Linked DNA regions of Pan troglodytes: region 1 is linked to region 2. A link is a contact called in public Hi-C data. All regions are on one chromosome and are shown on one strand. The core of a region is the stretch at or near the end of the contact, and the rest is flanking DNA. Distances in the headings are between cores, read along the strand shown. Region 1 has its middle 18 kb from the start of MRPS23. Region 2 overlaps MSI2 (musashi RNA binding protein 2).

Region 1 (4,300 bases), core at 465-2,964, 230 kb before region 2:
TAAAAGGCTAGCCTGATTCTTCTTGTAGTTTTGTAGAACACTTTGTATCGAGAGTTCTCTGATAATGAAAGTGGTATTGCAGAATAATCTGCCCCCGAAGGACTCCTGATTTTGTTAAAGTGATACCTTTCTCTGTAAATAAATGATGGCGTGCCACTTAAAAACCTTCAGCAGATTTCTTTTTTTAAACAAAGTCACTCAAGTGGGACAGTAAGATTTTCTCTGAGGCTGGCACTGGTGCCTGCCTCTGCTCCGGGGAATCCAGACGTGGCACCCGGAGTTGGGCCTCATCCATCCTCAGCTTTCATCTGCGACCAAGCCTGACTCAGAATGGGCTGGCAGTTTTCCTGAGTACATGGGAGTTAGGGCAGAGAACATGATGTGGTGCTGGTAGTCAACACAAGCTGGCACGGCCTCAGCCAGAAGACTGGAGCTAGGAGCAAGCAAAGGCGAGTGGAGGAGGGGATGGGGAAGGCTGAGACTTCCTGGTCTCTATGTTCCTGAGCTCAATTCCAGAATAGCCAAAAGGTGGGAGCCTGACTCGGGCTAAGTTAGTCATGCGTTCTGAGCCTTTGACCGTGCTGGGTGAGATGAGGGATGGCTGAGCAGGTTCAGTGAGCAACTTGGTCGAGGTCACCTTGGCTGGCAGAGGAAGGGCACCTGCCCTCCTGTGGAAAAGACGGGAAATGGCTTTCCTGTCACTCCTAGGGTAGCGCTCAATGTGGCAGGCGGGTCTCTGATTGGATGAGCCCGGCACTGAAGCAGTTTCTGTGGTGATGCTGAACCAGACAAGTGGTTATTGCTGCAGCACGAAAAAGAAAAGGTTGCTAGGGGAAGGCAGAGAAGGCAGGAAGTTAAGTGTTATGTTCCCTACAAAATGTTGCTACTGCCAGCCACCACCACCACCCTCCATCCATGCAGATTCCAGACAGGGTTTTTGGGGAATACTAGCTGACAACGAAAATACATTTCAAGTATCATTTTACCCTCAATGAATGCTTTTCCTGGACTGCAACTGAAATAAATGTCAGTCACCGGACCTTCTAGCTCCTCAGTTCTTTTAATTAAAAGATAGTTCTAAGCAAGATCCAGTAGTGGTCTATTTATTATTTATCAAGCATTTTCCTTCCAGCAGTTAGTGAAAGGTCACTGGCTTCAACTGAGCTTTGTTTTTGGTGAGCAGCTTAGATGAAAAAGATATACAACCAATCTCTCCTGTTTGCTCATGGGCAGGACACTGTTTAATAGTCATTGTGGCATTTAGGATCGCAGGCCTCTGAAACATGCAGAAAAGTGCATGTGCATCCCTTGCTGCTGAACATTTCTCCAAAAGTAAACATCAGGTTGTGATTATGGTTAATAATGAGATATTGATTATTTGAAAATGTCACCGCCAGGGACTTGTCGGTTTCAGCACCACTAGATGGCGCTGGACTCTCATGCTGTTCAACTGCAGTCATTTCGTTTCCTTGCCTTGGGGTACCTTGCCTTTCAAGGTTGAAGAGTGTCCTTGTAAAATAATGTTGTGGCTGAAATTTAGGAAGCTGAGGTCCTGGGGTGCTACTGGGATGGGGTAGAGATGGGAGGGGACAGGCCACGGGACAAATGACAAAGGCCTGCCGGGGAAGCGGCACTGTTTGCACCATAATAGGAGCTGGAGAGGAAGGAGCTTACTGCGCTGAGCCCCTGGAGACTCTGCCCAGAGCAGTGTTTCCTAACCTTCTCCAGTCAATGACACATCTGCGAATTTGCTGTGGAGGACAGCGGGAGAGAGAACAGTGCAGGCAGGGAGGCAGAGCAGCGGAAAAAACCCAGGCCTTGGAGAACAGACCTGGGTTTGAAACCCTGATCTGTTGCTTTGTCTGGTGACATTAGGGGAGTTAGTGAACCGTCTGAACCTCAATTTCCTTATCTGTAAAACAAGGGTAACAACGTCTACCTCACTAAGTTGCTTTGAGGACTGAATGAGAACGTGAACAAAGTTCTTGGCGAGTACTCTGTCTTTGCTGTCAGTGCCTAGAAGGCTTTCAGCCACTGTCGATTCCCACTGGGTGGGGAGGAATTAACATGTGCTAGATTAACATTGAGAAGAAACGGTATTGTGTCCTCTTTCACCAGCCACTCGTCTAAACACAGCTTTCTCTATCCCCCACCCCCAGTAGTTACTCTGTCCTTTATCTCCTTCCAAACTTCTAGCACCAAGTAAATGAATCAAATTAAAAAACAACTACAACAACAACAACAAAGGAGGAAACTAGAGAACATCTTGGGAACTATCCACTTTTGGAACTTATCCCATGCTGGTAGGTTTCACTGGAAAATGTGCATTTATTTAGTAACTTCTTGGATTGTGTATGCCTGTGGGCAAGCGTGTGTGTAGAAACCAACATTTTAAATGACACTCAATGACACTCATTCTGTTTCTTCTTTCCTGCTTCCTTTTTTTAAAAATAGGGACAAAGTCTCTCTCTGTCACTCAGGCTGGGGTGCAGTGGTGCAATCATAGCTCACTTCAGCCTCAACCTCCTGGGCTCAAGTGGTCCTCCTGCCTCAGCCTCCCAGGTAGCTGGGGCTACAGGTGCATGCCACTATGCCGAGCTAATTTTTTATTTTTAATTTTTTTGTAGAGATAGGGTCTCTATCCTATGTCGCTCAGGCTGGTCTCAAATACCTGGCCTCAAGCGACTCTCCCGCCTTGGCCTCCCAAAGTGCTGGGATTATAGGCATGAGCCACCATGCCTGGCCCTTTTCTGCCTCCTTGCTGCCCCTCTACACTCCCCCCAACTGCCTTCCTTTCAGCACACTTTTCTGCTTGCTTTCTCCACCCTCTTTGCCCCAGATATGGAGGGAAAGCCAGAGGGTCACTACCTAGAGGCCCGGCCAGGGAAAATAGTTCCAACATCAGAGCCGTTGTTTTGGGGACCTGGGGCTAGTCAGCAATTAGGAGTTTCTGAAACTCTTTCTGGAGCTTCTCCCTATGAAGGGCATGGGGAGGCAGTGGGTGCCAGGGCAGAAATGGTGGGCAGGGTGAGGGTGAGGCCTAGAGGACCAGAAAGATCTATCCTTGACCTTCCTACCCTCCCACTCTATTTTACCCTGGTGGTCTGCCAGTGTATGGTGGGCCCCTCTGTCTTGAATTACCTGGGATGTGAGGCCAGAGGAGCACAGAGCTAAGGGTGCCACCCAGGTGGGTTACAGGGGAAGAGCTCTGACCTCTTTCCTCTCTAAGTCTCAGTCAAAAGGACTGGATTCAAATCCTGACGCTGGGTTACAGGGGAAGAGCTCTGACCTCCTTCCTCTCTAAGTCTCAGTCAAAAGGACTGGATTCAAATCCTGACGCTGGCACTCCTTTGTGGCCATGGCTTTGGAGAAATCACTTGACCATTTTGAGCCACATCTAGCCCCAGGAGAGAATCTGGAACCTAATAGATTTTTGGAAGTATATTTGTCAAGTGAACAAATGAATGATTTCCCTATTTTTGACACGGGGAAAATAATATTAGCACCAAGTATGTTTTGGGGTGCAAAACCCGAACAAGATGCTGGCTATGCAGAACTTTGTAAACTCTCAAGCCTTCTACTGTTACGCAAAATAAAGATGCAGGAAAGAAGAACATGGCTGTGGGGCTGGTGGTGATGCTACTGGCCTTCAACCCGGAAGCAGTGTAGATTCCAAGACGATGGCCTCCGGAGAAGGAGTGTGGCAGGATGAGGGACAACTAGTGGAAAAGTTCAGCTTTCTAGTCTCTGCCTCCTAGAAAATTCCGCAGGAAATGCAGGATTGTTCTTCAAAGCCTCTCCTTTCCCAGGTGCTCAGTGGAAACCCTAGGCGTGCTCAGGGTTATCTCTGGAATATTCAGTGCATACGAGGAGGTCCTGAGCTTTATCATCAGCCCCTGCTGGCTCCCGCCCAGTGGGGCGAAATGGCCCTGCCCCTTCTCTGCAGCTCAGGTGACCTCCTCTGCCCTCCCGGAGCCCATTGCCTTCTCGGATCTGGCTTCCCGCTGAGAACCAGGCTGGTATAGATGTCACTTGGCTGGCTCCTCAAGGCTTCCAGCCCCCTTGAGTGTGACATCAGGGACAAGGGGGTGGCTTTGCCACTACTGCCAGCAGCCACAGGCTGACTCCCATAGCATGGGCAGGGGCTCCATTTTCAGATGGGAAAAGGGAAGGCTCAGTGCCCGGGATCCAGGTCACCTCAGTGAGTGTGCCTGAGCCACATCTGGTTTCTCTGCCTACCCACCCTCCAAGGGCCCCCAAGGTTAGAACAAGAGGTAGTGGGCTTAATCCCAGAAAAATT
Region 2 (3,760 bases), core at 1,134-3,633:
GATTCCTGACTAGCGTGAGTATGTGGCCAGGTGAGGGCAAGGCCTTAAGAAGCCAATAAGGGGCTAGGGGGTTGGTGAGGCAGCAATTGCACCCCTGTAAATCCTGGCAGCTGTGCTGGGAAGCCCTGGTCCTTCAATCTGGCAGGGGAAGGGTCCCTAACCACTCTGCAGTCCTTTTCCCTCACTGGTACAAGCCCTTCTGCCCTTTGCATACTCAGGTAGTCATATAGTTTGGATATTTGTCTCCGCCCAAATCTCATGTTGAAATGTACTCCCCAGTGTTGGAGGTGGGGACTGGTGGGAAGCCTCTGGTTCATGGGGGTGGATCCCTTGTGAATGGTTTGGGCCACCTGCTTGGTGATGAGTGAGCTCTTACTCGGAGTTGCTTAAAAATGTGTGGCACCTCCCTGCACTCTCTCTCTTGCTTGCACCTGCTTTCACCAAGTGACGTGCCTGCTCCTACTTTGCCATCCTCCATGAGTAAAAGCTCCCTGAGGCGCCTCCCCCCAGAAGCCTAGCGATGTTGGCACCATGCCTGTACAACCTGCTGAATTGTAAGCCAACTAAACTTCTTTTTTAAATAAATTACCCAGTCTCAGATATTTCTTTACAGCAATGCGAGAATGGCCTAACACAGAGAGGCTTCCCAGCTGGTCACTGTGGATACTGGAAAGTGAGTGGAAGAGACCCTCCCTCCTCGCTTCTCAGACATCATAATCAGGCTCTGTCCTTGTGGACAGGGACCAGCGTGTGGCCAAGCACCAGGGGACCTACTTGTAAATGATAACTTTTCTTGTTCTACTGCAAAAAGGTCCTCATGGATGTGGGACCTGCCCATGCAGTCTACAGAGGAAGGGGTTACTGTGCAAACGGAAATGGAGCTGCCAGCTTCCATAGGGAAAGGCAGGCAGCAGGAATGTCTACCTTCCAGGACACATGCATGTTATAAATGGCCCAGACTTGTTTGCAAAAGGCATTGAGAAACCTATTAGATTTATAATCTTGACTCAGGAGGGTTACTCTGGGGAGGAAGGCACGCACTGTTTATTGAGTGCTATCCATAACTAGGCACAGCCACAACATCCTCGTAATTTTCATATATTACATAACATATACACATAATGGATATAAAGCACAGTGCCTGGCACACAGAAGTCCTCAAAGAATGTCCATGGTTGTCAACTCCCTCATTGCATGGAGCCTCATTTCCTCTGTGCGATGGCCTTACCCGCCTCGTAGTTACAGCAGAAAAGGACACAGAGGTTCTAAGGAATGACTTGCCCAAGGTCACAAAGCACAGTCAGAATTCAATCACAGACCCCCAGCTTCAAAACCCCTGCTCCCTCCTCTGGGTCTCTGGCTGCCAGCCACCCCCCCATCACCCCACCTCACACAGCCCTTCCCCACACTCTCCACCCAACCCTCAAGGCCTATCTGGGTCTAGTTCACAAAGCCTTTCCCCCTAGTTCACAAAGCCTTTCCCGATGCTAGCTTCCACAACTGATCTCCTTACCACTTCCAGAATTAATTTCATCCATTGTTTCCTCTGCTCAGTGTTTTATTACAATCAGTGATGGCAAAGTAAAATAGGTCATAAACCAAAAATAAACATTAAGCATCTACTATTTACCAAGCAGCGGCTGGGTGTGGACACAGAAATGAATGTGGCTGAGATGTGGCTCTTCCCTCAGAGGTCCTCAGAATCTGGGCAATGGGTAGAGAGGAGCTGGTCCCCAATATCACCTGAGATGTACCCCAATAACTGCAGCCCCCACCCTGCCCAGATCTGAGAGTGGGTGCCTCCTAGTCTGTTATACGGCAGTCTAGCCTAGGGCTAAGGCTCCTGGCTTTAAATCTCTGTTCCACTTGCCGGCTCTCTGAGCTGAGACCGGCTGACTAACTTCTTTGCACCTCAATTTTCTCATCTCTAAAACAGTGACAGCTGTGCCTACCCCATAGGGCTCTCGGAGCTAATCCTATAAAGTGCTTGCACTGGATAAAGTTGGTTGAGTCACACCTTGCCCTCTCCACATGGAGCCTAGGTGAGTGCCTTTGAAGGTGATGAAGTCAGGTCACATCTGTGTTCACTGAAATCCCAGAATGGGGAGTGAAGAGGAAGAGAGAGAGCAGCAGCCTCCCCAGCACAGCAGATTCTTAGCACACAGTCATTGCCTTTCTCCCTAACCCTCCCTGCACCTGTCGGCCAGGTAGGCCCCATCTCCCTGCTTTCATCAGCAGGATGTGCAAAGAGAGCTTCCCAGGCCGCACTATTTGGGGAAAAAGCTGATGGTGGCAGCAGCAGCTGTCCTCCTTTTCATTTCTGGGAACCTGCAAGGGCATTTCAAAGTGGAAAGAAACCTCAGCCTCCAGCAGGTGCTCAGGTTCCGCCACAAGGCTGGAGGAGTAATTACCCCAGGGCACGGTGGGCTGGGCCAGAGGCCCTGCGTGGGGCCTAACTTCATTTATTTAAAACAGGGAGAAAATAAAAGGTATGGCTTGAGCCTTCTTTTCTAGGCAGAGGCAGCTGAAAGAAGAGGGCAAAGGAAGAACCAGGGACAGAACTCCCAGGCCCTGGGGAAACTAGAGTGAAACTAGAAGACAAATTGGCAAGAGTCCAGGCAAGAGCCACGCTACTCTGGGCTTGGTCTCTGCAGCTGCATACGGGCGCAGACTGTTCATGCCCTGCCTTCTGCACGGGGAAGAGGCAGAAGAGAAGGGGGAGCAGCCCCTCCTAGTGGTCTCCATGCTCCCCTCTCATGACCCTGCGCCCTGGGGGTGGAGTACGGGGATGCTGGTGGCAGCACGTTCAGAAAAGCCCAGAGGCACTGGGTGCTGAGATACTGAGAGACAGACCACTGCCCTCCCTGGCCCTGCCTACACTGACATCGTCAGAGGACAGATGAAGGGCAAGCGAACCACTCAGGCAACTGGGAGGCCACTCCCTGCAGGCCAAATTACTTCTGCCTAAAGAGCAACAAACATTTACCACCGAACCACCCGGCCTCCCCCAACACACTAATCACTCTGCTCTCATTAACACAGCCTGTACACAAACAGCATGTGCACGCGCTTGCGTGTGTGATGCGTGGGGGGCAGGATCTCTCCCTCTCCCACGTAAACACCAGATTCATTTATTAAATGCCTCTCTGGCATTTCCTTTTTTGCCTTCATCCTGCTTGTTTAATATTGCATTTGACATTCTCATTTTATAAATGGCAACAGAAGCAGAATGGATGGCTAAAATTAGCTTACGAGTGAGAATGATGCTACAAATAGGATTGTGAATACAGAAGCCTAGTTAATTCCACCCACATTACCCGCCCCCCTCCCCACACACAAATACACCCACCACTTTTGGGCTGGTTCCCGACTGAGTTGTCTTCAGGGCTGAGGAGGAGCAGCTGGAAGGAGTGGGGGGTGAGCCAATCACTGGGCACCTTGCCAGGTGGCAGGGCCCAGAAGCCGACCCTAGCCTGCGGCTGGCCTCCACGGATGGGCTGGTCACAGCACTGCAGCCCTGAGTCCAAGAGGACAGCTCAGGACCCTCCTCCCTTCTTATCCTTCTGCCCTTCCTTCCCCAGAATCCCCTGTTCCGAGTCAATCCCCCAGGTATGCCCTGGGCTGAAGGGTAGCAGGCCTAAGATCTCAGTAGGCTTTGCTCTTAGAAGTGGATTTTTCTGGAACCTTCTTAAAGAATGAGTCAGGTGAAGAGTGGGACTCAGCTTTTCCGGGACCTAGACAATCACATCTCTTGGTTCCT

Evidence for each region. Hi-C and Micro-C count contacts between places; a contact is called where the count stands out from the background.
Region 1: a contact with region 2 is called in a Hi-C map of stem cell-derived neural progenitor cells, with 4 times the contacts expected there. The contact joins two enhancer-like sites. A contact is called at or near these places in 2 of 7 Hi-C or Micro-C datasets (induced pluripotent stem cells and stem cell-derived neural progenitor cells) and 1 of 1 other capture datasets (stem cell-derived neural stem cells).

What each region holds. Positions count from the first base shown.
Region 1 is chr19:70,951,080-70,955,379 of NHGRI_mPanTro3-v2.0_pri, reverse strand. No RefSeq gene overlaps it. Among named protein-coding and RNA genes, the nearest start is that of MRPS23, 18 kb to the left of the region's middle. Within about 2 kb of position 1,714, at least 14 of the 24 cell types and tissues checked have an H3K27ac peak or open chromatin away from gene starts, as enhancers often do. A contact at or near this core is called in induced pluripotent stem cells, stem cell-derived neural progenitor cells and stem cell-derived neural stem cells, where this site is marked.
Region 2 is chr19:70,725,429-70,729,188 of NHGRI_mPanTro3-v2.0_pri, reverse strand. All of the region lies in intron 8 of MSI2 (musashi RNA binding protein 2), which reads right to left. Among named protein-coding and RNA genes, the nearest start is that of CCDC182, 140 kb to the left of the region's middle. Within about 2 kb of position 2,383, at least 13 of the 24 cell types and tissues checked have an H3K27ac peak or open chromatin away from gene starts, as enhancers often do. A contact at or near this core is called in induced pluripotent stem cells, stem cell-derived neural progenitor cells and stem cell-derived neural stem cells, where this site is marked.